2 separate regions of the Bos taurus genome follow, and region 2 is linked to region 1. A link is a contact called in public Hi-C data. All regions are on one chromosome and are shown on one strand. Each heading gives the region's core, a stretch centred on a gene start, on an enhancer-like site or on the middle of the called end of the contact. The rest is flanking DNA. Distances are from core to core; before and after follow the strand shown. Region 1 has its middle 8.3 kb from the start of UVRAG. Region 2 overlaps UVRAG (UV radiation resistance associated).

Region 1 (3,454 bases), core at 210-2,709:
ACAAGAAGGCATGGCAACCCACTCCAGTATTTTTCCCTGGAGAATCCCATGGACAGAGGAGCAGGCAAAGTCGGACACCACTGAAGTGACTCAGTATGCATGCTGGGTCTAAGTTGCACCATAGGGCATCTTTAGTTGCAACCTGAGAACTCTTATTTGACAGCATGAGGGAGATACTGTAATACTGTTTTATTGAGGTAGAAAAATGTAGGATTAATAACACTGGAGTTAGACTGCTTTCAAATCCCAGTTCAAAACCCAAAACATGTGACCTTAGGCAGATGACAGAACTCTTGCCTTACCTCTGAAATCTCTAGCACTGTGGTAAGGGTACACACACACTGCTTACAGCAATGCCTGGCATATATCAAACTCTCGATAAGTTATTAAACTTTTTAAAATATAAACTTTAATGAACAAAATGTTGTGAAAAATCATTTTCACTTTCATTTTGTTTATAGAAAGTAGTTACTATGCAAAGAACATCACCAAATTTTCTTCATCACTTTATGGAAAACAATCTCACAAAAAAGTTGCAAGTACAATTCAAAAAAAATTTCAAAATATTCAAAAAAATTTTCTTCCAAACCACTTGAGAGTAAGTTGCAGACACGATGCCACATCACACCAAACAAGATCATTATCCTACAGACAAATACCACAGTAAAATCATGAAGGCCATTAAATTAATCCAGAAACACAATCCTCATATGTTAGTCAAGGACATCACCACTCGTCTTAATATGCCCATTTTAGCAAAAGAATCAAGTTCAGACTCACATGTTATTTAAATCTCATTCTACAGGAAAAATGCAATCCTGTGTTTCTCCTCTACTCTCAACACTGAATCACTACTGCATGTCCGACACTATAGTGTATGGGGATTTTCCCCACAATTATCTGATAACAGCTGGTTGTCCTACAATTTAACTCAATTCTGACCTTATCTACCTGGAGATAGCATCAGCTCCCACAGGTTAAGGGCTCAGCCCAGCACCCCTCTCAACCCTCCACCCCCACCCCCACACATACACTCCCACCCCCGCCTCCCCACCCCACATCCACATACTTCAGATGCCAATAGCAAGCATAGATTGTTAACTACGTTTCTGACCAACTGGCTATAAATTGAAGGTTCCCACAAATGCTTCCTTGAGGTCCATTAGTTTGCTGGAGCAGCTCACAGAACTCAACAAAACAGTTGCTCACTAGATTATCAGTTTATTGTAAAAGGATATCACTCAGGAATAGCAGATGGAAGAGCTGCATAGAGCAAGGTATGTGGGAAGGAATGCAGAGCTTCCAAGACCTCTGTGTGTCTCTGTCCCAGCACTTCCTTGTGTTCTCTCTACACCCCATTCTTGCAGGTTTTTATGGAGGCTCTATTACACAGGCATGATTGATTAAATCGCTGGCCATTGTTGATTGAAGTCAATGTTCAGTGCCTTTCCCCTCCCCAGATGTCTGGAGTGGGAGGGGTCTAAAAGTCCCCTCCCTCTAATCAGGTTTGGTTCCCCTGGCAACTGCCAATCTTAGGTTATCTAAGTGAAGTGAAGTGAAGTCGCTCAGTCGTGTCTGACTATTTGTGATCCCATGGACTGTAGCCTATTAGGCTCCTCCGTCCATGGAATTTTCCAGACAAGAGTACTGGAGTGGGTTGCCATTTCCTTCTCCAGTAGGTTATCTAAAGGCTTTCCAAAAGCCATTTTATTAACATAAACACCCATGTGGTTGAATGGGGTTTGTTATGAAAACAAAAGATCTCCATTTCACTTGTATATATTCTGAGGTTGTTTCAGGAACTGAGGACAAAAGTAAATATTATATTACCAAAGATGCCCCTGTGGCTCTTATATAAGAAATTAAAGATCCCCTGGAGAAGGGAGTGGCTACTCACTCCAGTATTCTTGCCTGGAGAATTTCGTGGACAGAGGAGCCTAGTGGGCTACCATCCAAGGGGTCACAAACAGTCAGACACAACTGAGAGACTAATCGTTTCACTTTCATAAGAGTTTTAGGAGGTATATGCCAGGAATAGTGAACAAAGATCAAATATATATTTCTTCTTATAAGTCACAGTGAAAGTGAAAGTCACTTAGTTGTGTCTGACTCTTTGCAACCCTATGGACTATATAGTCCATGGCATTCTCTAGGTCAGAATACTGGAGTGGGTAGCCTTTCCCTTCTCCAGGCGATCTTCCTAACCCAGGGATCAAACCCAGGTCTCCCGCATTGCGGGTGGATTCTTTACCAGGTGAGCCGCAAGGAAAGCCCATAAATCATAGTATCACACCCCTTTTATGTGAAACAGTTCCCCAGTCTCTCCTTGACTATCATGACCTTGACAATCTTAAAGATTACAGGCCAGGTATTCTATAAAACATTATTTAGTTTTGTTATGTCTCAAGTTTCTTCATGACTGATTCAGATTATCCATTTTTAGCAGAAATACCACATAAGTGATGATGAGTTTTTCTCACTACATCCAATCTGGTGGTACATGATTTCAATTTCATGATACTCACTTTGATCATTTGATTAAGGTGGACTGTCTGGCTTTTACACTGTAAAGTTACTCTTTTTCCATACTTTGAGACTATCATTGATGAATAAATTGAACAATCTAAGAAGGAAATTTTAATCCGAGTCAGTTATAAGGATTGGCCTTATCCAATTATAAATTGGATTATAGGATTATAATCTGGGAACTGCCTCCTAAAAACCTTTGAGAACTGTTCCATCTATTAGAGGTCAAATTCAGAGGGCTATACATTAAATAATGTGTTATTACAGTTTACACAATCCAGATCGAAGCAAGGTCATAGGCCATCGTGGCCCCTTACAAGATTAAGAAGAAAGGTTATCTTCTAAGGAGTTGTGACCCTTGATTAATTTAAGAGGAATTGTTATCTCCTAAAGAGACAACAATTAATGTAAGTGCAAAATACACTTTAAAAGGGGGAGGGAGGAGGCCTACATAGACAAAGAACATTTTGTTTAAATTTTTCTTATCTTGCTATTAAAAAAAAAGAAAAAAAGAAAAAAGGAAAAAAAAAAGGCTTCCCTGCTGGCTCAGATGATAAAGAATCTGCCTGCAATTTGGGAAACCCAGGTTCATTTCCTGGGTTGGGAAGATTCCCCCAGAGAAAGGAATGGTTACCTACTCCAGTATGCTTGCCTGATGGGCTCAACTAGCGACTAACACTTTCACTTTGCCATAAAATAGACATTTTATTTCATCACCATGTAAATATCTTTTTCCTAATGAGACATTTGTTACACCAATAAAAACTCATGAATCCCTATTTTTTATTTAGTGGTCTATAGGCCATTCTATCATTCATTTTGATGTTCAAGTTCCCCCAGATTGAGCCATTTAGAGTCCTTTCAAATTGGCTTCTGTGTCCCTTTGACATCTCTCTTCCTTTTATTTTTTGAGTACTTCTTTACTTTC
Region 2 (3,223 bases), core at 418-2,917, 53 kb after region 1:
TTGCAGCAAATTTAGACAATACAAAAGTATATTAAGTGAGAGTACCTTGTAATAACAAGCAACACAATTTAGCCCTAAAACTCTCCCCGCCCCAGAAACATACTGGGAATGAATTAGAGTATATGTATGCATATTAGAGAAGAACATATGTATATATATACACACATGGACATACATATGTATGTACATTTATGTAGCCAATTTATGATTGGCATTGGTTAACTGTTGGGAAAAAATGAAAAGAATAATACTGAGGGTTGGGGTTCCCTTGTGGTCCAGTGCTTAAGAATCCAACTGCCAGTGCAGGGGACATGGGTTTGATCCCTGCTCTGGGAAGATCCCACGTGCTGTGGAGCAGCTAGGCCCCTTGTGCCACAGCTACTGAGCCTGCGGTGGACCCTGCAAGCCACTACTGCTGAGCCCGTGTGCTGCAGCTACTGAAGCCCGAGTGCCTAGAGCCTGTGTTCTGTGACAGGAGCAGCCACAGCAGTGAGAAGCCTGTGCACCGCAGTTAGGGTAGCGCCGACTCTCCGCAACTAGAGAAACGCCGCATGCAGCAATGAAGACCCAGCACAGCCAGTGAATTAACTAATTAAAAAAACACAAATGTGTAGGGTTGGCTACTGTTAAGTGGGACTGTAAATTGGTACAGTGTTTATAGAGAACAATCTGGCAATATCTATCAAATTCAAGCTTTTTTTTCCTTTTATCTTGCAATTTCACTTGAAGTCTATCTTATAGATTCATGTGTCTTAGAATATATATCTTTCAAAGATTATATATAATATTACTTGAAATATCCAAAAACTATCAGTAACTTAAATATTCATCAAGAAAACTTTCCTTTTAAAAACAATTAGAATTATCCCTTCTCTTATTTAAAGTAATTGTTCAAAATAGAAAAATTTAAAAACTGCCAAGCAATAAATAAAAGTAAGCAGCCTAACCCTATCACTTAAGATAAATGTTGTTCATGTAATTGTAAAAATTTGGATCCTGTGGTAAATTCTCTCATAGAACTTGTTTTTTTCATTAGTGTGTTGTGGCTATCTTGCCAAAAAATAGGATGATTATCACTATTACTATTGTTTAAGGGAAGACAAGCATAGAATAGTATAGATGCTGTGTTTTGTGAAGAAACATTTTAACCAAAAGACCTTGCCCATTAGAACTTTATATCCAGGTCCACTTTTCCTTTACTGCTTGATGATTCCCAAACTTCAGTCTTGTGGACTACTTTGGCAAGTTTTACTCTCTTTGAATTTCATCTCTAGTGCTACATACTGAATATATTTTAAGAAGTCCATTTTTCCACAGTCTGTGAAGTTGTTGATTCAATCAAAATTTTACTGAGTGCCTACTCTGTGCCAGGAATAGTTTTTATGTGTTGAGGAGACAGCAGTTATACAAAACAAATGGTATTGCCCTTATGGAGCTTACTATTAGGGGTTGGGTATATGAGTCATAAATTTCAATGTTAGAAAAAAGTAAAGTTTATCCACGTATCACCTAAGAGTCGTCTCATGTATCAGTGATATGTGCATCACCCATGGGGAATATTGCCCGATAGCAGCATACGGGTACAGAGTCCTTGTAGGCTCTGCATTGACAGAGCATCACAGCGTAACTTTGGCAGAGACAACAGAGGCAGTATTGAAGGGTTCTTAGGAATGTCTGTCTGAACCTCTGACACAGTCTTTCTTTTGATTGTATCTTCACTGAACCTCTGACACAGTCTCTCTCTTAATTGTATCTTCAGGTTTTGTAACATTTACAGTATAAATGAAGGTGTATAGAATCATGGAATTTTAGTGATTACAGAAGGCCTTGATTATTAGTCTGATTGTCAAAAGTGTCATGAAGAAATGGGCCCAGGGGAATGAGAGCAGAACGTTAATGACATGTAGAGCTAGAACTTTGGTCACCTGGTTGCTAGATGAGTGTTCTTTCCACAGTACTACAATGGATAATCACTGGAGATGTTTGAGACAAGCGGAGCATATGGAATTGGTTGTAGACGATGGCAGTAGTTAAGGGAGAATAAAGTCTGAGTTTTTAAGGCCTTACCTTAGACTCTGGGGTAAAAGGAGCCAGTCAGGGAAAAATAACTAAATTAAATCTTAATAGATTTTGACCTTTCTTTACCAGTGTTTTTCCCTTTAAAACTTTTTAATTTTAGACAGGGTCTTACTGTGTAGCACAGGGAACTATATTCAATATCCTATAATAAACTGTAATGGGAAAGAATATGAAAAAGAATAAATATTTGTATATGTACAACTGAATCACTTTGCTGTATATTAGAAACTAACACATTGTAAATCAACTATGCTTCAATTAAAAAACTTTTATTTCATAATTATCTGTATTTTAATTTTTACAGATAAATATATACAGAGAGCCCTTGAAAATGTTTGAAGTGTTGGTTTTTTTTTTTTTTTTTTACTAGAGCATATGTTAAAAAATTTATGGGATTAAGAGTTAGTGAGCTTATTTTCTTCCACATCACTTATTGTTCTTTTTCTTCTTTTCCAGAATTTTATAGGAGTGAAGTGATTAAGAATTCCTTGGTAAGTTTGCTTTCTGACAGGTGCATATGACTAAGCCTATGACTCCTATTTTAGAAAATGCTGAGACATAAAATAAGTTGAAGTTCAGTTCTGGTATTATATTTCTACAGTTAAATCTTCTGCTCAATTATTGCTTAAATCTTCACTGATTTGTTCATTGATGTATCTCTAGTGCTTAGAGCATGCCTGGCACAAAGTAGGTGCTTGATAAATATTTACTGAATGCAATGACACTTTTTCTGTTAAAAACCTTTTTTTTTTTTTCAAATCATTCTATAATTCTGTCATTTCTGTTTGCTCTTGAGGTTTTTAACTATTTAACTTTCCAAACATCATAATAAATGATGTTTTTGTATGTAGTTCTTAAGAATTTTATGGCTAGGGCCATTGTATAGGATCTTTCTACTTATTTTTTGGCCATAGAGTTGCTCAAGGAGAAAGTTGGAAATGTCCTACTTTTGCGAATGGGTACACTAGATAATTTGCATGATGATTCAATTTGGCCACGTTAATAAAAAGAAAAGCTTTATGGTACTGATAACATTCTTATAACAATCCAGCCATATTGGATTTAGCCCCTGTCCACTTTTTCAGCCTTGTCTGCTGATGGTTTTTCTCACTAAGCCTTGTGTTCCAGGCTTACCTCATTTTTT

The links. A called contact is a pair of places that touch in the nucleus more often than the background predicts.
Region 2: a contact with region 1 is called in a Hi-C map of an unstated tissue, with 2.1 times the contacts expected there. The contact joins two enhancer-like sites. A contact is called at or near these places in 4 of 11 Hi-C or Micro-C datasets (blastocyst, blood, liver and 1 more).

What each region holds. Positions count from the first base shown.
Region 1 is chr15:55,202,077-55,205,530 of ARS-UCD2.0, forward strand. No RefSeq gene overlaps it. Among named protein-coding and RNA genes, the nearest start is that of UVRAG, 8.3 kb to the right of the region's middle. Within about 2 kb of position 1,460, at least 6 of the 102 cell types and tissues checked have an H3K27ac peak or open chromatin away from gene starts, as enhancers often do.
Region 2 is chr15:55,254,539-55,257,761 of ARS-UCD2.0, forward strand. UVRAG (UV radiation resistance associated) reads left to right here. Exons shown (of 15, transcript NM_001193026.1): 3 at 2,536-2,570. Among named protein-coding and RNA genes, the nearest start is that of UVRAG, 44 kb to the left of the region's middle. Within about 2 kb of position 1,668, at least 5 of the 102 cell types and tissues checked have an H3K27ac peak or open chromatin away from gene starts, as enhancers often do.